Linked DNA regions of Mus musculus: all the other regions are linked to region 3. The links are chromatin contacts, called in public Hi-C and HiChIP or PLAC-seq maps. All regions are on one chromosome and are shown on one strand. Each heading gives the region's core, a stretch centred on a gene start, on an enhancer-like site or on the middle of the called end of the contact. The rest is flanking DNA. Distances are from core to core; before and after follow the strand shown. Region 1 has its middle 54 kb from the start of Gm24612. Region 2 has its middle 17 kb from the start of Gm24612. Region 3 has its middle 76 kb from the start of Ccl1.

The links. HiChIP or PLAC-seq counts read pairs in DNA pulled down with a chosen protein or histone mark. Hi-C and Micro-C count contacts between places; a contact is called where the count stands out from the background.
Region 1: a RAD21 HiChIP or PLAC-seq map of pro-B cells shows a contact between it and region 3, with 4 times the contacts expected there. The contact joins two enhancer-like sites. A contact is called at or near these places in 1 of 15 datasets of contacts at CTCF or cohesin (pro-B cells), 3 of 484 Hi-C or Micro-C datasets (the C10 cell line, cerebral cortex and frontal cortex) and 1 of 115 datasets of contacts at active chromatin or transcription factors (large pre-B cells).
Region 2: a contact with region 3 is called in a Hi-C map of pro-B cells, with 2.7 times the contacts expected there. The contact joins two enhancer-like sites. A contact is called at or near these places in 3 of 15 datasets of contacts at CTCF or cohesin (large pre-B cells, pro-B cells and stem cell-derived epiblast-like cells), 16 of 484 Hi-C or Micro-C datasets (the C10 cell line, cerebellar granule neurons, cerebellum and 12 more) and 3 of 115 datasets of contacts at active chromatin or transcription factors (embryonic basal ganglia, large pre-B cells and oligodendrocyte precursor cells).

What each region holds. Positions count from the first base shown.
Region 1 is chr11:82,540,921-82,543,664 of GRCm38.p6, forward strand. No RefSeq gene overlaps it. Among named protein-coding and RNA genes, the nearest start is that of Gm24612, 54 kb to the right of the region's middle. Within about 2 kb of position 1,286, at least 15 of the 459 cell types and tissues checked have an H3K27ac peak or open chromatin away from gene starts, as enhancers often do. A contact at or near this core is called in pro-B cells, where this site is marked.
Region 2 is chr11:82,612,280-82,614,979 of GRCm38.p6, forward strand. No RefSeq gene overlaps it. Among named protein-coding and RNA genes, the nearest start is that of Gm24612, 17 kb to the left of the region's middle. Within about 2 kb of position 1,437, at least 4 of the 459 cell types and tissues checked have an H3K27ac peak or open chromatin away from gene starts, as enhancers often do. A contact at or near this core is called in pro-B cells, where this site is marked.
Region 3 is chr11:82,254,416-82,257,251 of GRCm38.p6, forward strand. No RefSeq gene overlaps it. Among named protein-coding and RNA genes, the nearest start is that of Ccl1, 76 kb to the left of the region's middle. Within about 2 kb of position 1,371, at least 13 of the 459 cell types and tissues checked have an H3K27ac peak or open chromatin away from gene starts, as enhancers often do. A contact at or near this core is called in pro-B cells, where this site is marked.

The sequences.
Region 1 (2,744 bases), core at 36-2,535, 290 kb after region 3:
TGATGGGCCATGAGAAGTGGGTGCCACTTGCCACTGCTGCACGCTCACAGGGCAGGAAAGGGTTAACAGCCTTTTGACTGGGCACAGGAGACAATGGTAAGATAAGATCAGATCAGAAATTCCTTCTAGGAATAACAATGACTCAGCTCGTACTGCCGATGTGCCAGGAGTAGAGCTGTGAAGAAAGCGGACTATGGGCCTCCTTCCTCAGAGCATCCATTCCATGTGCTGTGACACAAAGCCTATGGGCTCCAGCATCAGGCTTTCTGGCTTTGGCTTTGGATCCACCATCTTTCTGAGCTTTACAGAGCACTGAATAGCTTCCCTAGCCCAGGCTCCTCGCTTGGGGCATACATGCCTGCCTTGGCACTTTTAGTGTGAGAACCAGATACCTTCCAGCTTCCAGCAGGCCTCCTTAAGGGCTGGGTTAGGTTTCATGCTGTTTCAGTTATTTGACAGAGACTTCTGGCTGCCTACCTTCTTCACTGGTAGCAGAAACCCTCCGTTCTGACGGAACCTCCAGAATGGATCAGATCCCCCAGCCTCCCTTGCATCTCAGTTTTGGACCGCGGTGTAGGAGACCTGAGTCTGGCATGTGCTCTTAGAGCAGGTGGCAATACGGCTGTCCAGCTCCCTGCTGCCTTTCTTCCTTCCTGCTGGTGGAAGGCCAGACCCTGGTGGACGGTGCTGAGTCCTGGTGACCACACTAAGAAGGGCAACAGCCTAGGGAGCAGTGAAGCAAGCACCCCAGGACACCTGTTACACGGGACTGCTGGTGAGCAGCCTAGGGTCTTGAGAAGAAAACAAATCTTGGATCTTGCTGAAGCCACTGTCACTTTGACTTTGGATTCCAGTGATAATGGGATCTGCCACCTGCAGCACCACAGCCTGTCACTGCTGCTCACCTGTGAGGAGATAAAGAGACCATGAAAGCAGGGGGGGGGGGGCTCGGTGGCAGAGTAGTTGCCTAGCATGTGTGAGACCGCGAGTTCCACCCCACCCCAGCTTCCCCTTTCTAAATTAAAAACAATAAATTAGGAATAAAGACAAGTCTGCAGAGACTCTAAAATGCCTTTCTCAGAAGATGAAAGGCCCACCCGCACAGCTGCCACACCGCATGACCTAGGATATGAACCTATATGGTGGAGAACTCGATCTAGGGTACACATGACCTGAAGGAAGAGGTGTCCAGGCTCAGGAAGGATTTGGGGTCTGTAGGTACAGACTTCTGTAAGGAGCTGAAGCACAGTCCTAGAAGCAGTGCTGAACAAGCCACCCAGAGAGGAAGTGGTTGTTGGACAGATGCTTGGGTTAAGCCTGTATCGAAAGCCTGCTAGGCATGATTGTGGTGAAGGGTAAGGCAGTGAGTTAATACAAAGATTGCATGAAGCTGGGTGAGATGGCACAGGGAGGGGCTGGATCAGGAGTTCAGGGTCAGCCTCAGCTACATAGTGCATTCAAGACCAGCCTGAGCTACATGAGAGCTTGTTTCAAACAAACAAACAAACAAACAAACAAACAAACAAAGTGTTTGCATGAGAGGATCTGAGGCAAACCTCTACATGCTCTTGGTATTTTAATTCAGACTTAGATTGTATGGAGTGTTTGCAGGTAAATGGTAGGAGGAAGACAAGGAAAGAAGATAAAGCAGGAGCAAAGGTCCTGTGGCAGGAATAAATGTGATGTGATTGAAGGCAGGTGTCATGGAAATTTGTCATTGTCCAGCTTCCAAACTCCTTCTTCTGTTTGAAACACCATCTCCGCCCCCCCCCCCCGCCCTTGTATCATGAAAACTAAACAAATCTGGCAACATATTTCTAGCTTCCCTTGCAGCTAGGGTGCAAGTACCTAGCCTGTTTCTAGCCTCCCTTGCAGCTAGAGTGCATGCAAACACTCAGCCTGGACACTGTTACACAAGGTGTGCTGTACTTTGTCTCTCTCTCAGCATCCTGCCCTACCTCACAACATACATGCAAGGCTGCTGTTTTGTCTCTTAGAACTGTCTCTCCAAGCACCCTGAGAAAAGCCTGCTTTGTTATGCAAAGCCCTGCTTTATCCAGAGTTGAGTGGGTACACAGAGCCCCTCCTTGCCCTCTAGAAACCTGCCTCATATTCCCAAACACATAAGTATGCCATCATCAAACAAAACTCTGCACCTGCCACCAAGGCTCTTCAGGGACCCAGCGTCTGCTCTCTTAAGCAGAACTCCACTCAATTCTGCCGACCTCCACTTAGCTTCTTAGAAATCTGCTCTGGGCTTTGTTAGTTATCCCAATATTGATGCACAGAAACTAATCTTGTTCCATATAACCCCATTTTGTTTTTACAGCAACTTGCTTGGCTCCGTGGAATTCAGTCTCTTTCCTTGGAACTGGGCTTAGCTGTGTCAAAGCTTTGGTGAATTTATAGAGATCTGGATTCACAGAACTCTCCTCTACTACCAAGAACCCTGCTGTGGGAGGGCCACCTGGACACTCTGAGGCAACTCAACAGCACTAGGCAGCACCTTTAACAGAACTCTTTCCTGAGACTTACCAGAGTATGACAGTCTCGTCTATGTCTAGAGAGATTGCATATAGGAGAATCCAGTGTCACTGACTAGGGAATTTAGACCCCTGTGTTTATAGACAGAAACTTCAGGCCTTGTCCTGAAATCATCTTTGTCTTTCTACAGGTTTCTTGATTTCTTTCACAAAATCTAATATCTTGGCTGTATCTTCTCTGAGTACCTGGCACCTATCCAC
Region 2 (2,700 bases), core at 187-2,686, 360 kb after region 3:
CAAAAGAGGCAGATGGTCTAGATGCAGCACCATTTCTCTGGGCTACTGGGTGACAAGAAGATGAGGGTCCTGGGTTCTCAGCAGGTACAACAGAAGTGTTTTTAGAGGGTTTGAGCTTCATGTCCCATACACTCAGGATACATATGTCACTGAATTCCCATGCAAGGACAAGGAAGTTAGAGGACAGGGAAGAAGTGTTCTTCCTGAAGCCAGAGAGCCAGGCTCCAGCACCCATGTTTCCACCCCAAGGTTGTACGCTGCAGGATGTCTGTGTCCTGCCCCAATTCCCTCACACTGCCACCTCATGCATCATAGACACAGCATCCACTAGTTGCTGAGATGTGACCACCTAGTGTCTGCCATGCAGCAAGAACATACAGGACTGTCTAGAGCCTGTGTCAGGAAGAAGGCCATTTTTGTCCCCTTTTGTGATTATGTAAGACTAGCATCATCATCAGCTCATGATGTCTCCAGCTCTAGGCTGGGGGACTTCAGTTCTCTGGGTCCTCAGACTCAGTGAAAGGAAGTACAATTGACAGATCTGGGACCTGGTAAGATGGCTCAGCACAGAAAGGTACTTGTACCCAAGCCTTATTACTGGAATTCAATGCCTGGGACCCACAGGATGGAAGGAAAGCATCAACTCCTACAACTTGTGCTCTGACCTCCATATGGGCACTGTGGTGCATACGCATGAACCTGCACACATGCACATAAAATATATACCTAAATAAATGTAATAAAACAATGGACAGACCTGCCTCCTCCTGGATGCCTGGAGTGGGGACAGGCACCATGTAGGTGGTCATGTTACTGCATGGGGCCGTGCTATGGCTTCTCCTCTGGTCCCCAGATACCACCTTCTCCCCTTTACAATGCTGTCACTCACCCTGTTTGAACCCTTCATAGCTTCTTGCTACCGTCATGACAAAATCCCAACCAGTCCTGCTGACAAGATTCCCCCCAGCTTGCTCTGGACAGCGCTCTTGGCTCTAAATGTTGCTGCAGCACCAGGGATACATGAACGCATCACTGTTTCAAGCCCTCTAGGACTTTGTCCAAGTTACTTCCTCTACCCAAATTGTGTGAAGAGATACCATAGCAAACTCTTTATCTATCCTCCAAAACCCTACTCATGTATCATCTTCCTGGAGGCTTTCTTTACCATCTCCTCTCCCCCAACACAAACTAAAATAATATTTCACTTACTTATACTTCACTAGTTATAAAATGTACCATTTAATTATTAGGTGTTGCTTTTCATAATATTTAGCATTTGTTAACTATACTAATACTATAGCCCAGGCATTTTTCTAAACATGTATCGTTTTTACTTCAAGTATCCAAACCCATAAGCTGGGTCTGTTAGTTGTTCCTACCTTAAACCTAGGCAGGTTTGCCACTGCCTCTACCACTAGAGGGCAGCAGAGGCGACACTCAGCAGCTAGGTTATAGAAGGAAGTCACTTCCTTCCTCCTACCCACCCATCCATCACAAACCGGCTCCCCGTGCACCCCCCCCCAGTCACCCCCCCCTCCCAATTCCTGTTCCCACCCCGTTCCCCTGCTCATTCTCTCGATACTTTCTCTTCAGACTCACCTATCACCAGTCAGAATGTGCCATTCAAAAAGGAGTCCCAGCCCGGGAGCTGCATGAGCTAGCGAATGAGGACCTTCCAGATGTTTCCAGCCACTTGTACCACCTTGAATATTGAAGCTCTCCATGGTGGAGTAGGAGCGAGCACCTCACAGCGCCCTTTCCCAATTCCCATCTCCTGCTGACAGACCCAACCAGAACCGAGGAAAGGGTGATGCTTGGACGCTTGCTACATACAGTACAGTAACAATTACACCAGGTCACAGCTGCCCCATCGCTTAGATGAGATGGCCGAGATGACAGCCTGAAGCAGTTGGTTCTCTGATTCCACCATGCGGGTCCTAGGGATCAAAGTCCAATTTGTCTGGAGTGGCAGCAAGCGCCTTTACCCGCTGAACCATCTCGTCTTCTAGCATCAGTTTATTTATTGCCCCCTCCCAACCCCAGTGGGCATATACTGTTTATTCCCATAAGGAAACCAGGTCACTAAAAGGTCAGGAGACTTGACCAAACCAGCCATGGTAGAACAGATCTGACCTTCATTTTCTGTCCCCACCTTGAGCGTTCAGCATAACATACGGCTATGACCACAGAGTGCTCAGCAAAGCACATGACCTAGGATTGTAAACCCCGATTGGTCAAGCCAAACGAGCAGCTGGGTATGTGGGCCCAGGGGTCCCAGAGGGAGGCTAAGCCCTTCCTCAAGCAGTGGGGAAGCCCCTCCCTTCACTGGAAGTTTAGCATGGGTCCTGAAGCCCGGCACCATGAGGTCCCTGGAGGTACTTGCCACCTCCAGTTTGGCTTGTCATTTCTGTCTTGTAGGAAGAAGAGACCCAGGTCTGATGGCAGTTATTTCATTGAGATGTCCGCGCTTTTCGCGCCCACCCTTTAAAGCTGACATAAAAGTATCCAAAGTGGGGAGGGCTTTTTACTTGGTGTCATAAAAGCCATTGGCAGACATTTTCCTGGAAGGAGAGAAACAGCCTAGAATTCCAGTGACTCACACAATCTGGGAGTGTCTCCGAAGCTGGTGTGGGCATCTGAGGGTTACCGATGGGCTATAGGAGGCTTTAGGCTCCTGGCGTGAGAAGACTGCAGCTGGGC
Region 3 (2,836 bases), core at 121-2,620:
CCAGAGGCCGGGTGTCCTGACAGACCATCCAGCACTCACACCCTGCCTTGTTCCCACCCTCTCCTGTGCCCTTGGTGTTCTGGCCAGTAGCATCACCTCTCAGGTGATCTATTCTCTGTCAGTAGAAGAGAGTGTAACAAGGAGAAGCAGGCTTCTGCTATCTACGACAAGAGCTGAAAGGACCTGCCAAGACATTTTCTGCGTGACTTTGGGCTAGACATCTTCCTCTGTGAGCCTCAAAGTCCACAATGGCAGTCGAGAGCCTGCCCTCTGTGCAGCAGGCTGCTGAAAGCTAAGGTGTTGCCCTGGGGACCTGACTGAGATTGGCAGCAGCTTGTCTCTGGAGTGACCATCTCAGGGATGGAGAGTGGAAGGGACAACCCAGAAGTGTGGCCTGTGGAACTCCCGGAGGACTCCCGAGGCCTCTTGGGGATGGGACGGAATGGCTATACTATGGCTTCCCCTGACAAATGACTTAAACACTTTATCAGTGTGTGCTAAAATGGTCCAGCCAGATGGCAACTATTTTCATTTCAAAGCAGAGAAACTTGGAGCTCAGCGAGGTGACCTGACTTGTTCAGTCACACAGCAAACAGAGGCAGATTCCAGGTCTGGGCCATCTCTCAGTCGCAATCAATTAATGATCTAGGCAGAGTGGGCAGGATGCATGTGGAAACCCTAAACCCCTCCTTTCCTCAGGCTCTGCCCACCCCTCGCTCTTCTCACCTCCTCCCCAGAGAGTCTTAGCACCAGGCTGGGTCCCCTTTACTGTAACCAGCTCACCCTGTCATCTCAGCCCAGGCAGAGATTTATGGATCTCACTTCAAGGATTTTCCTTTAATAATAACATTTATAATCATTTTAGAAATTAAGAGCTGAGGATGCAAAGCATTTTAATTAAAATAATCCGTGGCTGATAATTATAGGACTCTCTTAGCTGGAACCATCTTCTCTCAATCTGTCACCGTCCCCGAGGAAGCCAGGAGTTTAACTGTGAGCAAATGAGCAAGCCTTGGCCCCCGTGGGTGGAACAGGCTGTGGGGAAGGCGGCTCTGGGTTCACCCCAGAGGCTGTTTTCAGGGTGAGCACAGTTCATAAAGACTTGGGGCTGGATTCCCAGGAGCCTTGCAGGGTAAAGTGTCTTCTTCAAAAGAAGCAGTATCCTTCTCCTCCTCACCTGTTCCCATGTCAACCCCCTCCCCATGGCCACACATGGTCCTTTACCACTTATCACACAGGCCCAGCTATGAAGACCAAGACACACAGGAACTCATCTCTGCCAACAGCGCCAGTTGCCTGCCTCTGCCCCACCCCCACTCCTCCCAGGAACTGTCCTGCCCTCTGTAGTCAGGAGAGGGCAGTGAAGGCCACCAGATATGGACACAGCTCCTGAAGCACAGACTTCATAATGGAACTTAGAGATAGCAGAAGAATCCTCCTTCCACCAGCCAGCAGCTCAGCCCTGGCCTCACCACGGGCGGCTCCCATGTCAATTCCCCTAGAAACTCACATATCAGCAGAGTCAAAACACGCAAGCCAACCATAGCAGGAAGCAATTACACACAGGATGTAGCTGCAGAAGTCAGAGTCCCCAGAGACTGATCAGGGAAGGAGGCTTTACAGAGAGGTGATGCCCGACAGGGTGGTGATGGATGAATAGGAGCCCAGTGGCTCAATGACAGTTATAACTGCTCAATTTGTTAACTGTTTACCAGGTGCCAGGTGCCGAGCAGCTCTGGTCTGTGGTCTAGAGCAACACAATTAGCCTGAGACCAATCTTATAATCAGCATCCTTTTCTAGATAGACAGGTTTGCCTCGTGTGCTTGAGTGACACAGTTAAGTAGAACTACTCCACGAAGGGAGACTCATCAATGCAAAACCTAGCCATTCATCAGAGGGCTTGTGGATCCCAGGGAGGCTTCTGAACAGAGCTGCTCTCTGCAGAGCGGAGAGATATAAACTGGACAGAAGGTGTGGATAAGAAAGGAGGAAGATTGCCAAAAGACAGCATCTCACCTGACCTGTTTGGAAACTCCTGATCAGAGTGGCTGCATTCTCTGGCCTCACCTCCATCCCCTATCCGTAACTGTAGGGCGAGGCTCCCTCTGGGTGCCCTTGCAGCTTAGAGGGCCTGCAGGACCCTGGGCCTCCTGAAGTGTCTCTAGCATGGTATCCACTCCCTATGCTTAGCAATAGGAGGAGCCCAGGGAAGATGATCATATCAGGGCTCCAGCATAAACCCACTTACAGAACAGTGATGGGAAGGGGTCAGCCTGGACATGACCTTGAGCTTTCTGAAGCCTCTACTTCCTCCTGAAGAGAATAAGGGATGGGTGGGTCACCAGAGGAAGTATGGGATATCTCCAGCAGGTGATAGTGACTTGGCTCCCTGTGGGGACCTGGTTCTCTAAAGGCTTGCCTACTTCAGCCTAGGTGCATCCCTCCCCACTCCCACTGGAGGCCTGAAGAGGATTACCCAGACTCACTCATGGGTAAAATTGGTTCTTGGCCAGAGGAGATGCTGAGGGGTTGGGGTGGGGTATGGAGTGGGCTTTGTAATGAGCATTGTGGGGGTGACCAGGAATGGCACACTGGCAGTAGAGTTGGGGCTGGCCACATACCAGGCCCATTCTCCCACACCAGTAATGGCGTGTTAGGTGCCATACCCAGTCCCCTGCCCACACCACCAGCTTGCTCACACCTACTCCATTCCCTGCAGAGGACAGGCATAGTCTAGAACACACATAAGGAGCTTGGCCACTCAGACCCAGGACTTCTGAAGAATAGCTGGGCCCAAGCCCCAGTGCTGTGATCTGTGGAGAGCCTGCTGTTTTT